Regions from separate parts of the Sus scrofa genome. Here region 2 is linked to region 1. A link is a contact called in public Hi-C data. All regions are on one chromosome and are shown on one strand. Each heading gives the region's core, a stretch centred on a gene start, on an enhancer-like site or on the middle of the called end of the contact. The rest is flanking DNA. Distances are from core to core; before and after follow the strand shown. Region 1 holds the start of PET100 (PET100 homolog). Region 2 holds the start of PEX11G (peroxisomal membrane protein 11C).

The links. Hi-C and Micro-C count contacts between places; a contact is called where the count stands out from the background.
Region 2: a contact with region 1 is called in a Hi-C map of mesenteric adipose tissue, with 4 times the contacts expected there. The contact joins the promoter of PEX11G here to the promoter of PET100 in region 1. A contact is called at or near these places in 2 of 5 promoter capture datasets (fetal liver and liver), 4 of 47 Hi-C or Micro-C datasets (epiblast stem cells, heart right ventricle, mesenteric adipose tissue and 1 more) and 1 of 2 datasets of contacts at active chromatin or transcription factors (alveolar macrophages).

Annotation. Positions count from the first base shown.
Region 1 is chr2:71,518,874-71,522,613 of Sscrofa11.1, reverse strand. PET100 (PET100 homolog) reads left to right here and starts at 1,794. Exons shown (of 4, transcript NM_001097466.2): 1 at 1,794-1,839; 2 at 2,519-2,605; 3 at 2,757-2,789; 4 at 3,073-3,219. The coding sequence starts at 1,813. The coding sequence ends at 3,156. It overlaps XAB2 (pre-mRNA-splicing factor SYF1), which reads right to left and starts at 1,580. Exons shown (of 19, transcript XM_003123151.5): 1 at 1,453-1,580; 2 at 198-346. The coding sequence starts at 1,503. It overlaps PCP2 (Purkinje cell protein 2 homolog), which reads right to left. Exons shown (of 5, transcript XM_013987340.2): 5 at 3,220-3,405. The coding sequence ends at 3,286.
Region 2 is chr2:71,637,252-71,640,991 of Sscrofa11.1, reverse strand. PEX11G (peroxisomal membrane protein 11C) reads right to left here and starts at 1,703. Exons shown (of 5, transcript XM_021083936.1): 1 at 1,612-1,703. The coding sequence starts at 1,671.

The sequences.
Region 1 (3,740 bases), core at 545-3,044:
GCCCCAGGAGACAAGTGTTGGGAGAAGGGGTCTGAGGAGGGGTGACAAGTCTCCCATGGGGGGATGGGCAGGGAAAGTGTGCTCACCAATCAAAGGTGCCACACATAGCAATCACCTGGGACCTACTAGCCAGCTCTGGTGTGATGGGACAAGTGGGGTGGGGCTGAGACAGGCAGAGCAGCTGCAGCCAACCTCACCTGCAGGGCAGCAGCTTCAGCGCCCGCTCGTACAGCTGATTGAGTCTGGGCTTCGGGGCACCCTGTTTGAACTCAATGTAGCGGAGCCAGCATTTGACGGAGAACTGGTTCCGCATGATCTCCTCCTCATAAGGGAGGTCCTCTTCCTCCTGCCAGGGCCGATGAACGGGGAGAAGACAACCCTACCCTCAGAGCCTGAGGGCAGCACCACTCCACGCCAAGCTCCGGACCCCTACCCAGGTCCCAGTTCCCACCATCAGAGCCTGGTCACCAGATGCCCATATCCCAGGACTCTGATCTATCCTTTCACCCCTCAGAATTCTGCTGCTTACAATCTGAGCCAGACCATCAGACTCCTTGGTCACGGGGTTCTAGGCTAGACATGAGACTACCACCCAGACATCACTCTTCTGGTACCCAGTCTCTGGCCCAGATCAGCAGCCTCCTTAGACACCAAGCCTCTGCCCTAGACAACAAGTTTTTTGGTGTTTTTTTTTTTTTTGTTGTTGTTGTTGTTGTTTTTGACACCATGTCTTACCTCTTCACAATATACCTCTTCTCAGACACCAGACCTTTGGCACCTCAGGCTCCCGCTAGTCAGAGTCTAGCTCAATTCTGCCTCCAGAAGCTGGAAGCTAGACCCTTATCTCAGAGAGAAAGGTTTGGACAGGATGCCTAGCCTTTAACTCAGACACCAGGAATCTCATGGAGATGCCAGGCTTCCACTCCAAACACCAAGTCTTTGAGTCTTCAGGATTCCACTGGCCATCGCCTGAGCAGCTTCACCTCACTAGGTCTTTACTTCCAATTCCAGGGTTCTCTCTCAGATGCCAAGCCTTTATCCCAGAAACTATAACGCTCATGACCTAGACCACTACCCAGGACACCAAGACTTTACCACTGAAACCAGAACCCTAGACTGGTCACTATGCCTTTACTTCAAATATCAGGCCTCCCAAGATTTAGCTCGTCTCCCTTCCTTCCCATTCTCTGCGCGTTCCCATTTCCGCCGCAGGACCAGGACGCCAAGCCCTTAATCTAGACCACCTGCTCTTTACTCAGACCACTTGGTCTCCAGCACCAGCCCTTTGCTCTTGACTAGCCTGGTCCCCGTCTCCGGCCCGTAATGCTCTTCCTACCCTCGGGCCGACAAAGCTCTAGCCTAGTTCCCTCGGGCGGCTAGGCCCCAATGCCCTGAGGCATCTAAGCCTCAGAGTGCCCACGCGAGCCATCCTCGGCCCCGCCGCGAACTCACAAAGACGAGGTCCGGCCGCTCGGTTCTCGAGAGCCGCGCCATCACCACCATTTTCCGGGCGCTCCAGGTACTGGCAGGAGTCGCGCTATAATGACGTCTCAGACTGAAGGCCGCCCTCTCTGGCCAGATCCGTTTTCCTATTGGTTGAACCCTTCCCAATAGCGCGGCCTGAGTTGTTGACTTTCTCTTAGACAGCGCCAGCTACCGGAAACAGGAAGAAGCGTCCGAAGATGACGTCATCCAGAGAGTTCCTCAGGCCAATCGGTTTCAGCACTAGAGACCGCCGACCCCTAATGAGCGGCAGTCTTGCTGGAAGGTTGGTTTTGGGCGGAAGCGGCTTTGAAGCCCAAGAGGAGCGAGATGGGCGTGAAGCTGGAGGTGTTTCGGGTCAGTGAGCAGTGGAGCGGTTGGACCGCTGGGCGCCGGGTCTTTCTGGATGAGGAGACTCTGAAAAGGGGGGCCTCCGAGAGATGGCGCTCTGGGGGCGAAAGCCTTTCAACCTTTACAGTTGAAACCCTGAAGAGGGGGCCCTGGGCTGGGGGCTCTGGGAGGGCTCATGTGAGGAAGGCCCTCTGAGAGGGGGGATATAGGGAGGGGGCTCTAGGAAGAAACGCTCCAGGCTCTGGAGCAGATCTCGGGCTCATGGTGCGTGTGCGGCAGGCACTCTTAGATTTAGGGGTGTAGACTGAAGCGTGAGACCTTTTGGGGTTGGGGGTTCTCCGGGGTCTGACGGGGGGTGGGATAATGAGGTCTCAAAGAGATACCTTTATGCTCTATGAGCTCTTCTGCTCCCGGGGCCTGTGTGTGTGTGCATGTCTTTCTTTGAAAGGGAATCTCCTGGCCTCAAAGGGGGCTTTCAGCAGTAAGGACTCTTGGATTATGGGGCTAGACTTTTTAAGGTGTGTGGCTTCTGTACCCTTGGTGGGAATTTTTGGGGGGTTCTGGGGCTGCAGGGGTATCCCTGGTCTCTGCCAGAGAATGGTCCTCCAGGCCCTGAGCAGCCCCCACACAGTGGGGGCAGAGGTAGTAGTTCCTTGCCCTGCTCATCCGACTCCTGCCCTTCCAGATGACCATCTACCTCACCTTCCCTGTGGCTATGTTCTGGATTGCGAATCAGGCCGAGTGGTTTGAGGACTATGTCATACAGCGCAAGGTGGGCACAGGTTCATTCCAGGGGGTGGGGGAGGGTAGGGGGCACCAATCTGCTGGGCACCAGTGTCTGCCTCCCCTGAGCCGACCCGGCCCTGGTGTGGGGCTCTGGAGGCTCCTGGCTTGTGGCTCCAACTGTGTTGTTGTCCCTACAGAGGGAGCTGTGGCCCCCCGAGAAGGAGGACCAGGTAAGAGACATATTCTTCTTTCCGCCAGAGGACAGAGGGGCCTGGCTCCCCATTGCCATGATGGGACTGAGAGTGGAGGGACATGTGGTTTCCTTACCGCCCTCTCCCTGAAGGTTGAACCTAATCCCACTTAGACCCTGGTTGTAATTGGCACAGGCTTCCAGTATAGAGGCTGGACTCTGAAGCTACAGTCTGGGGGGCCAGGGGAAGGGTGGTGGGAAAGAGGTCCTGGCCTTGAGGTGTTTATACCACTCCTTCCTTCCCATCCCATCCCCTCCCCCAGCGCCAAGAGCTAGAAGAATTCAAGGAGAGGATACGGAAGCAGCGGGAGGAAAGGCTTCTCCGTGCAGCCCAGCAGAGCTCCTGAGGCCTTGCAAGTGCCTGAGTCCCAGCCCCTCCACCCATGAAATAACACACACGTAATTCTTTGTTGCCTGTGGAAGTGTTTTATTGTCTGCTTTCAGGGGCCAAGTGGGGCCCAGGATGCCTCAGGCCCTCAGGGGGCTTGTGTCTGGGGCTGGGGGCTGCTGTTCCGACGGAAGCTGAGAGCAGACGGGTCCTGAGGGGTGAGGAGGGGTTGGGGGCTGAGGGTCCCGGCTCGTTTCTGCCCTCCGTCCTGTGGATGAGGAAGGGTCAGCCAGAGGAAGGGACCCGGGGCAGTGCTGGCCAGAAGTAACACAGACATTGGAGGGAGGGCGGATGTGGCAGCCGACATCCTGCCTCCCCCGACCCCCCACCCGTCCCACCATCCCTGAGCTCCTGCTTTCCTCAGTTACTCAACATTTAGAGTGCTATTTAGGAGCTAATGGATCTTGGTGATCTCACCAAGGTCTTGATCAGAAGGCCAGCTGTGGGTGGGTACGTGTGAAATGGATGTGGGTATATGGATGTGTCCTGTGCACAAGCTCATGAGCCCTCCACCCTCAGGGTGCTTTCCCAGGAAGGGGGTCT
Region 2 (3,740 bases), core at 454-2,953, 120 kb before region 1:
GAGTTCCCAGACCAGGGATCAGATCGGAGCCACAGTCTCTACCTAAGCTGCAGCTGCGGCAATGTCAGATCCTCAACCCAGTGTGCCGGGCTGGGGATTGAACATGTGTCCCAGCGCTCCCAAGATGCCGTTAATCCCATTGCACCGGGGGAGTTCCTCATCTGCTTTTATTTATTTATTTTTAGCTTTTTAGGGCTGCACCCATGGCATATGGAAGTTCTCAGGCTAGGGGTTGAATCAGAGCTACAACTGCCGGCCTATACCACAGCCAACAACTCAGGATCTGAGCCGCATATGCAACCTACACCACAGCTCACAGCAACACTGGATCCTTAACCCTCTGAGTGAGGCCAGGGATCCAACCCGCATCCTCATGTATACTAGTCGGGTTCATGGGCTCATCACCACTGAGCCACAACAGAACTCTCTCATCTTTTAGAAGTTGCTTTTTTAATTGTTCTATATATTATTTTCACATATAATTCCTTTTCAGCACCCTTGTTATGGCAAAATGTTGCAATTTAAATGTCCAGCCTGGGGGCATTTAAAACCTGAATACCCACTCATAGGGGATTTGACTAGAACCTAAATACCTGCCACTGGTACATTCCCGGAGACTGATTGGGATGAGCTCAGAGTCTGACCTCGGGGCCTGGGAGAAACAATCTAAATGCCCAACCAGGAGTTCCCGTCGCGGCTCTGTGGTTAACGAATCCACAGAGGTTGCAGGTTTGATCCCTGGCCTTGATTAGTGGGTTAAGGATCTGGCACTGCTGTGAGCTGTGGTGTAGGCCGCAGACGTGGCTCGGATCCTGAGTTGCTGTGGCTCCGGCGTAGGCTGGTGGCTACAGCTCCGATTGGACCCCTAGCCTGGGAACCTCCATATACCGCGGGAGCAGCCCAAAAAATGGCAAAAAGACAAAATAAATAAATAAATTTTAAAAAGCCCAACCAGAGGTCATGTGGTCAAACCTCAATATCCAGCCACAGGGAAAGGCCTGCAAAATCTTAGATCCCTATGTGAGATTTTATTATTTTGGCCGTGCCCGCAGCATGTGGAAGTTCCCAGGCCAGGGACTGAACCCAGCCACAGCAGTGACAATGCTAAACCCTTAGCCACTAGACCACCAGGGAACTCTCCTATATGAGATTGTTTGGATAACCATGGGAAAAGCTACAGTGGCCTAGTCAGATCCTAAAACATAGGCCTGTTTGGCATGGAAATGTCCAGCCAGGTTGAATCTGCCAGAACAACCTAAGTGTCCAACTATAAGGGGGTTTGGTCAGAACCCAAATGACCAGCCATAGGGGGAGCCCTGCAACACCCTCAATCATATGATATTGTTTGGATGCAAACTACTGCAGTGATCTGGTAGGATCCCAATGTGCAAACGTCAGGATCTGGTTGATACTGTAACCGACCAGTCACGACGGGACGGCCGGAACAATCTAAATGTCCACCGCTAAGGGACAGGGTTGGAGCCCAGCTCCGACAGGGCCTCTGCCATGGGGGACCTTGAGTGACCCCGCTCCCTCTCTGGCTTCAGTTTCCCAGTCTCTGAGCTTTGATCCGACTCCGGGACCTCTGGCCGCGTTCCACCCCAGCCTCACCAGGCGGTCGCGGCCCCTATACGACTCCAGCGCCGACGCCAGACCGCTCAGGGCCGCCATGGTGCCTCCGCTGTGACGTCACCGTGACGTCTGCGCGGCGCGCCAGGGGGCGGACTCAGCGCGAGGCCGCGCTCCCGGAACGTTCTGCGCAGACGCGGTTGCGACTCTTTGTTCCGGAACCGGCCCTTTGTCTGTTTCTGGGAGAGACAGGGTTTGCAGTTCTGGGGCTGGCACGTGCGCGCTTCTCCGGGTTTGTGCACCCTGGCGGCCCTCGGAGCTCGTTGTCGTCTGCCCGCCCCCAGGCAACCCGTGTTTTCCACGTTAACCAACCACACACACACATTAAAAAAAGGAAAAAAAATCCAAACAAGAGCATCGACGTGTTTGCTGTGGTCCAGGAAGGGAGTTTTCTTTTTTTAATTTTTCTGCTTCCCCCTTTCCGCATTGTCTGTTTGTCTATAGGGAGCATGGGTTGTTGTTGTCCTTTCACATAAGACATTTTTAGAAAGTTAGGGAAACGCTACAGAATCAGTCTAGAAGAATAGACAAGAGTCAACAGTTCCCTAGCAGAGTGGCACCTGAGAGGAAAACTGGGTGGTTGGTGTTGAGTGAAATATAAACCCACATCCGTGAGAGCTCTCAGTTTCAGTTTTACTTGTGGACTTACTGAGGACGATAGCCCAAGAGACAGCCTCTCAGCTCTGAGGAGCTGCTCAGAAAAGATGGGGGGAGGGAGGTCAGTACATAACATGATTTTGGAGAAGATTATGTGTAATCGAGCACACATCTCAGTAGAAGGTTGCTGCTGGTCACTGGGAACAGATAGCTCAGATAAGGGTTTTAGTGCTTTTCCTAGAGGCCAAAATCCAGGCTTATAAAAAAATTTGTCCTGAAAATACCTAACTGAAAACCTGTCCTGCCACTTCTCCCAGAACACCAAGAGACTTATTCCTGATCTCCACCCCGAACTCCTTTCAGGGTATGTGAAGATCAGCAACTGCAGTAGCCAATGACTCAATCCTTGTAGAGCCAGATGACAAGCCACATTCTTTAGGTGTCACTAGGAAGAGATTAAATGTTCACTCTTTTTTTCTTTCTTTTTAGGGCTGCACCTGTGGCATGTGGAAGTTCCCAGGCTAGAAGTCAAATCTGAGATGCAGCTGCCCGCCTTCGCCACACAATGGCTACGACATTTTCGGTTCCCACCAGCAATGCACAAAAAGTTTCTCCATATTCTTGCCAACACTTGAATTATCCTTGGAGAAGTTCCCAGGTCAGGGATCGAACCTGAGCAGCAGCAGTGACAATGCTGGACCCTTAACCAGCTAGGCCACCAGGGAATTCCAAATTTTAATAACATCCAATGCATTTTCTTTTTTTATGGCCACACCCATGGCATACGGAAGTTCCCAGGCCAGGGGCTGAATCTGAGCCATGGTGACCCAATTGCAGCAACTGCAGCAACTCCAGATCCTTTAACCCACTGTGTGGGGCTGGGGGTCAAACCTGCACCTCCACAGTGACCTGAGCCACTGCAGTCAAATTCTTAACTCACTGCATCGAAGCAGACACTCAACTGATTTCCTTTAAAAAAAAAAAAAATTTCCCTTGTGGCTCAGCAGTAATGAACCCGACCAGTATCCAGGAGGCCGTGGATTTGATCCCCGGCCTCACTCAGTGGGTTAAGGTTCCAGCGTTGCTGTGGTTGTGGCGTAGGCTGGCAGCTACAGCTCCGATTCAACCCCTAGCCTGGGAATTTCCACAGGCTGCAGGTGCAGCCCTAAAAAGACATACATACATACATACATAAGTAAACAAATAAATGCACATTTCCTCTTTTTTTTTTTTTTTTTTTTTTTTTTTTGTTGGTCACGCATGCAGCATGCAGAAGTTCCCAGCCCAGGGATCAAACCCACATCACGGCAATGACAAGGCCAGATCCTTAAGCTCTAGGCCACCAGGAAAATCCCACAAAAACAACTCCTCTTGATTTTGACTCCTATTACTCTTCCAGCCTCATTCACTCCTAACCAACCACATTTCCTTCATCTTGTTCTTTGCAGCTGCAGTGCCCACCTGCCCCAGGACCTTTGCATGTGCTATTCCCTCTGCCTATAAGGCTCCCTCTC